Linked DNA regions of Gasterosteus aculeatus: region 2 is linked to region 1. A link is a contact called in public Hi-C data. All regions are on one chromosome and are shown on one strand. The core of a region is the stretch at or near the end of the contact, and the rest is flanking DNA. Distances in the headings are between cores, read along the strand shown. Region 1 holds the start of tsc22d3 (TSC22 domain family, member 3). Region 2 overlaps LOC120818514 (a long non-coding RNA gene).

Region 1 (3,600 bases), core at 367-2,866:
TACCCTGGTCTGAGATAAGTTATAATCCTTTAACACAGACATTTATGTTTTACTGATATTGAAAGGCGGCTCTTTTGATGATTACAGCTCTGTGTTTACTAGTTTCCTCCGTAGAACATTTCCCAGCTCGGATAAGCAGTACGAAATCACAGCTTCTTAAAGGAAAATGAACAACAACTTCTGGCTCAGGTTCAGGAGCCATTTTTTATTGACCTCTTGCATAAAATCATCATTTTAATAAATCAATATTACAAACAACAAACTGTTGCTTCGGAATAAGTTCATGTTTTTATGTTTGGTTGTTCTCTTTGATCTACATTTTGTCTGTCTTCACTGTGATGAATCTACGACCAACGAGTCGTCTTGAGAGTTAAGCAACGCCTTGCAAATATTAGTGTCATGTTGTGTAACATGTCAAATATGCTGTATGAAAAAACTGGGCTTGTGTTGATGTAAAAAGACACTGTGTGCTGCATGAATATTTGTACATTGTTCTATGTCTATTCAATTTGTTTTCAATATAGACAGACAAATTCCACCTGATCGTCTGCATTTAAATCTCACTATTTGTCTCCCCACTTCCCTGTGATGACATAGTGTGTTGTCGACAACCAGAAAAGACCACATCAGCCCGGTGACGTGCTCGCGTACTTGCAGATGCAGAAGTGAGTGAAAGTGGACTTTGTACCAAATGTTCCAAAGCGAAACTTTCAGCACAAGTTCAAATGTGTCAATGACATCACCCTCGATATTGCTTGGTAATCTGATCAGATAAGCGTGTGGCGCTCAGCTGAGCAAACAGCGGCCATACCTGTGAAAGAAGAGTAGTATGGACAACATGGTCTGGTCGATGTTGCTGTTGCAGATCCCCTCGTTCAGCAGGAAGCAGGGGTCCCTCACCACCGATTCCAGGGAGTCCTGCCTCATGATGTTGTTCAGCTTGTCCGTGTTCTGGTACATCAGCTGGCTGCGTAGCCGGCGGAAGTGATTGGCGATGGGGCTGGTGGGGCTTCCCGGCGTGGCGCCGAGGCCCCCGATGGGGTCATCGCAGCCGTTGGCCAGGTCCAGGCAGCAACTGCAGCAGTCCAGGCCGATGGGCGAGCGGCACTCGTCGTCTGACATCTCGTCGGCACAGGTGGATGAAAAGAGAAAAGGACCCCCCCTCTGGTGCCCCTGCCGAGGGGTAGAAAGGCAGGTGCAGGAATCTCAGCGGCTGAGGTGAACGAAAGGGAGACAAAACAGTGTGGCAGAGACGGACAGGCGGGCCGGGCTCCGGGGAGCAGGAAGCGTGAATGTCAGGCTGAGTTCCCCCGCTGAGTCTCGCAGTCGCGCTGGGCCACTCTGCCTGCTTCCAGCACCGAGTCGTCTCACCTCCCGCGGCTCTGCTGCTTTTTGTTCGTGGGCCAACGCTGCTGCAACGTGTTGTTAGTGTGGCAGGAGAAAGAGTGAACGCCCCACACACACACGCACACACAGACACGCACGCCAATTCAGCAGGAGGGAGCTTGAAAGCAAAACCCACAAGCGGCTCGCTGCTTATCACTTTTTTTTCCTTCACTTTTATTTTGGGAGGGGAGGGTTGGGGGGTGTTGGAGTGCTCAGACACAGTGGGACTGAACAGAGAAGGGAGGGAAGGAGTCAGAGAGGGTGGGGAAACCCCTTTGATTGGTAAAAAGCCGGGCTGGTTGCACACACTGGGCCCCTCCTCTTTTCTGTTTCAGCTTAGCCATGCAAATATTCAGGGGAAGGCAGATAGAGCGCGAGTGAGGGAAGCTTCCGTGCAGACTTTCAACACGTGCAGCGCCGCCGACTCCACCCCGCCATGCTGACAGCACAAGGAGTGGCCGGGTGAGGGAGGCCGCAGGAACACACACAAGCACAAGATTACACGTCTGTCTCTGTTGTTTGAAAAAGTTTGTGATGGGAGTTGACAGGTTGGCATTTTAAATGCTGTTGTTGAGGTGAGCCTCAGCGGTTGGATTTGGTTGGATTTATGGAGTCAATCAAAATTCTGATCGCGAATCAGCATTCAATTGTGCAATGAGATAAAGCACAATTATGATGCGGTGAGAGTTGACTGTGAGTATGTGCAGGTTAAGATGAATTGACTGGAGTCAATCTCGATGAATTCAAGTTATTGACGCAATAAATATGAAGTGAGTGTTACACGTTGGTGTCGTGGTGCGTGTTTGTGTGTGTGTGATAGAGAGAGAGAGTAATTCTGAAAGTGTGCTTTCTACTTGCACAGCACACATAACCATTACCTTATCAAGCCGGCCTTGTGTTTGTTCACAATTTTGTCATTATTACATATCTATCCAACCTGTTGGCTAAGAGCATGTTGTGTTCTTGTCCCCCGGACGAGTGTTTCGCAAGCCCTGATAAATACCAGGACAATGTCATTACAGCCCTACGGGCAGCTCGGGGAGGATTGCACCGCCGAGCCCCTGACCTCGACCGCCGACCAACAAGTCCACCGCATGCTGTCTACAGATGGCTGGTCACGCAGGAGCAAAACAACAGGATGATTACAAATAGCGTGTTGCACTCTGAGGCATGCTGCTGCAATAAAGAAATGCCACACCACACATTATTGGGTAGCAGTGGGATCAATTAAGCAGAGAAAATGACTGAGCATTGCTTTATCGAGTGTGTATTGACGTCCTCGGGCAGAGGAACCCTACATTTGGAAGGCTGAGGACTAGTTTGGGTAGAGACTACCCCCTGGTGGCAATTTGTTAGAAGGGTCGCTTGTCGTAAGCATAGCAAGTCATCACAGGGATTGTAAATAAATTGTAAATAAATTACTGATTTAAACATTTTCAACAGCACTATTTGGTATTTAGAGCAAGTCGGCGCTTTTGGAAGAAAAGGTGTTCGGAAAAGACATTATACAAAATAGTTGAATTGCCCCAATTAATTTATTTGGAATTCTTCTCCAAAAAAACCCATCCACCTTTCTTGTAAAGTGTAAACGCTGATACTTTACTTTTTTTGCAATTAAATCTATTGGTGGAGTTTTATCATCGCACATGAATGATGTGAAAAAAACACATGAATATTCCGGCGGTTAATCTGCAGTGAATAAATTGGGCCGACCCAATCGGTGACATCAGTGCAGGTGTTTTGCCTTTGACAGCTTGCTTTGACCCCACTCAGGTGGGTTGTGGCCGGAGGGGCCGAACGTTTGAAGGTTACACACTACAGAGAACTGTGTGGCAGCATCATTTTCACAATGTGTGAGTCAGTGAGGACGTCTCATCTCCATTTACATTTTAAACTGGCAACTGCAGACGTGTGCAATGCATGAGGGTCTTGGTTTGTTTGTATCATTGTTTTGTGTTTGTCTCCACAAATGCTCATAGGCCGAGCTAAATCATGTGGAATGTCAGAAGGCATTTTGTTTTAATCTGCAGTTTGCAGGTAAACATCGATGGGAGCCATTTGTTATCCATGTTGTAACTATACAATCATAATGATAATAATAACGGCTGCTGCATGTATAATATTATCACTGTAACCTCTTTTTTCTCAGCTCAAAACCCTATTAGGAGTTTTGCAGCCTTTTAGAGTGCACTCAAGAATACCTCCTGGGCGATT
Region 2 (3,739 bases), core at 850-3,349, 59 kb before region 1:
TTCACAAAGATATCAATGCCGTTCTAGAAGAAAATTTAGAATAAGCATGCTCTTCAGGTGGGCATGGTCAACAAATTGTTTATTTGCTTTGGTGTGTTGTTGTAGCCTTTGGAATCGAAGCGTGAGCCTCAACGTAAAGTGAATATCGTAAATCCAAACCTCCTGGTAACAACCTGAAAAACAACCAATTTTTCAACAAAGTGCAAAAGTATTTGATGTAACCGATAACAAGGAGGAAAAAACGTACTGCACAGTCCAGGGTGTGTATTTTCACGATATCTTTGAATTGCAGGTCGAATGTGGATCGGTCACAGTAAACGGTGATGGAGACAAAGCGTTCAGCAGATGGCCGTCTGACGAAATTGCTCTCGAGGGACGACGTTTAGGCTCAGCAGATCCGTGGCAGTCGGGGCGTGCGGCCCGATGAGTGTCTCTACGTTACCCAGCAATAAGGCAGAGCTGTCGGTACACAGATCCCACAGCTGAACAGAAAGTACTGAGCAGCCACCACTAAACCCATGAAAGGCCTTGCCAGTCAGCCAAAACAGCAGCCTTTGTTCCCTGCATCCCTAATCTTCTACAAACCGCTAGGATGAAGCGCATTGTGCTTGCCACCCTTATGGTGACACTGCAGATTAGCGACGTACAGGGAAATGAGCCGCGGGATGAAATGTTGTGAAATCAACCAGTCTTCATTTACAAAGCCAACTGACAAACTCCATTTAGGCAGCAAAGTCCATGGGTTTCTTTGGTAAATACCCATGTGGTGTTTCTGTTCTGCTGCTTTTTGTTCTGCACACATCTTGCGGGCCGGCAAAAGCAGTTCAATAATGTAAAAGCAGTGGCTCTGAACGGTGGCCACATTGTGGTGGTCTTAGATCACCTTGAGGCTCATCATGGAAGGTCTGCACCTCTGTTTCACTCACAGAAAACATGTTGCCCGCACATTCCTCATCAACCTTTCTGAGGTTGCTTTCAAAGTGAAAGCACTCATTCTCAGAACAAGGTGTCCTTGGTCGTTCTTACAAAAGGAACCGTCTGAAAACCACCCACACACACACACACATATGTCAGTCTTCACGCACTCACAGACATAACTGAGGATATGTTTTTGTGAATCTGTTGACATTGACGGGACTGAAAGGATTTTCAGTTTGGAAAAAGGCAATGTGAAATGAATACATTCCTTATTAGCTTAAATTAGATGGCAGTAGCATTCTCCATGAATGTATCACCCACAGATTGCAGACCGCCTTGAAAACATGCCAAGTAATGGGAGAAGGCATTCCTAAGAGCACATACTACCCAACCTGTGTGTGTGCCGTCAGCTGTGTGTACTTTGCACTTGTTTGGTTTGCCATGTTGTGTTTGAGTACAGTCTCAAGGTTGCTAATGTTTTTTCTTTCACTCTGGGGCTGCAGAGTTGCCAACTTGACCTTAACGACCCAGGCCCTGATGGAAAGTAAGGACGCTGTGCTAATTGCACCATAATCACGAGCTGAAGAGCAATGGGGGAATCATCCACTGTGAGCTGCCAGTCAAAGCAATACGGCAACCCAAAAGAACAGATACACACGTGGCTTTCCTCTGTATAAATTGCCACTTTTATATGGGAACTTTAATGCCAATGAGGTTGTAGAAATGAGGTTCAAAATATCCATTGCATCCTTTGTTAAGGGCTCACATCTAGCACCTTTCTGCCTTACTGCCTCTCTTATTTCAATGTATTCGATTTAATGCAGCGAAGCCAGGGCTGTTGATTACAGAGAAGAAAAAAAAGGATGCAGGATTTCTGTCACTGTCCCTTTATTTAACAAACAAGTGGAATTCCACATTTTAATAATACTGATGCAATCTTTCAGAGAGGAATCAGCCCTCACCCTCTAACCCCTCCCGATTTTATTAAAAGTAGTTCCGCTGAGAAGTGAGAATGAGGTAGAGAGAGCAGACAGACTTCAGTAAAAAGGCCTCAGCTTATAACTGACACGCACATACACACACACACACACACACACACACACACACACACACACACAATCACTGGTGAATCATCCCAGTTTTCTCCAGAGCACAGATTCATATCTACCCAAACAGTGGTGGCACGCAAGCAGCAGCTGTCTGGGCGGTTTGCCAGTCCGCTAAGGGGAGACAGTGTGACACAGGCGAGTTCATGCTGATTTCCCTTTCAGCAGGTTTAACGGGTACGAGCAAAAAGAATAGTGCACGTGATTTGTGAGAAAACGCAAACATTAAGAAGTCGTCGCGTAATATATCATGGCACGCAGGCAGGAGTTGTAATCCCGTGCAGCTGGGGCATGTACTGCAGCACGGAAAAAGTGTGTTGCAGTGGTCTGTTATAAAATTGATTATTTTATTGCATATCTAGTAAAGTATAATTACATTTAGAATAAACCACTGACTTTCTGCAGGTAAAACAATTGTTGCTAACAACCAATGTATGTGCTGCTGAAATACCAATAATAATTGATTGTCAGCAGCACATGAAAGAAACAAACAAAGATCCTGCATGTGAGATGAACAGAACTTTGAGGACAAAACAGGTTTTGCAGGATAAGATGTTACAGTGTAATAAGGCAACTGATGCTATCATTTAACACACATAATGCATGTGCGCTCATAACTGCCCGTTCTGAGAGGAATGCATTTATTGCATTTAGAATTGCTTGTTCTATGTGTCACATTCATGAGCTCAGGCATGTTGGTGGTGTCTGACAGATACACCCTCTGGGCACGCCACAGGATGCATCTCAAATCTCTGCCTCTAGGGGGCTCACTGGTACAGGATTCCTCAACTCTGAAGGTAAGTGAGGATCCATCCAAGTGGCTGTAATGATGACACGTATAACGTAATCATCTTGCATTGGGATGAAAGCAAAAGCAAAGAGTTGGATCTCTACTGAGGTTGTGAAAGTTCAAGCTCCTGCTGGTTTTCCCATTCATACAAATGCCACGGCAGGGCGTTGGATGAATGATCTTGCAAGACTGAAGGGATAGAAAAACTTTCCAATTATTGTGCTGGTACACAGCACACAAAGGCCTCTAGAACTAGAGGGCTCACTACTACTATGTGCACTTCCTGTGCCTTTGTGGTGGTGTTGCATCAGGGGTTTAGAGGCTTGCATGGGAGGTTTAGATCCTATTACCTGCCTGTATAATCTTTTTACAAAGTATATTGGAGCAGAATACATCTGGTCCATTTACTCACAACATGTGCCTGCATGAATAAACGACAGATTCCTTTGGGACCAACCAAAAAAATTGTGGGCAACAGCAGAAAACTAGTCATAAATGTCCTGGATACGAATGTGTGGAACCAATGAATACGAAGCAAAGTGTTGCTGGCAAACCATGCAGTTTTCCTATATGTGTAAAGTCTGGAAGGACACTGTAGGCTTTTTTTAATGCCATAAATGTGGTGTTAGGGAGCGGTGACATGCATGTAATCTGCCAAAATACTGGACATGCTGTATTTTCTCTGACAGTCCTTTCAGGGTCTAGCTAACCATTAAACATGCGTTGACCACCGTCTGCAGGAAGGCAGCATGGAGTTCAAGGGTAATAAAGACGACAGAGAGAGGTACAGGATGCCGAGAAAATGGGATTGTATAGAGGATGTGGCTTCTTAAACTGATCAACAACGTTACATCTCATGTAGCAACTTGGCCGAAGTCATCACAACAACGTACCCCCATCTGCCAGGAGCTCTTTAACTCGCACA

What was found. A called contact is a pair of places that touch in the nucleus more often than the background predicts.
Region 2: a contact with region 1 is called in a Hi-C map of liver, with 6 times the contacts expected there. The contact joins the enhancer-like site here to the promoter of tsc22d3 in region 1. A contact is called at or near these places in 4 of 6 Hi-C or Micro-C datasets (liver, skeletal muscle and whole body).

The regions. Positions count from the first base shown.
Region 1 is chr4:8,533,367-8,536,966 of fGasAcu3.hap1.1, reverse strand. It overlaps tsc22d3 (TSC22 domain family, member 3), which reads right to left and starts at 1,616. Exons shown (of 3, transcript XM_040173645.2): 1 at 812-1,616. The coding sequence starts at 1,122.
Region 2 is chr4:8,592,736-8,596,474 of fGasAcu3.hap1.1, reverse strand. It overlaps LOC120818514 (a long non-coding RNA gene), which reads right to left. Exons shown (of 3, transcript XR_005712171.2): 3 at 1,795-3,739. Among protein-coding and RNA genes, the nearest start is that of LOC120818514, 9.6 kb to the right of the region's middle. Within about 2 kb of position 2,099, at least 5 of the 9 cell types and tissues checked have open chromatin away from gene starts, as enhancers often do. A contact at or near this core is called in liver, where this site is marked.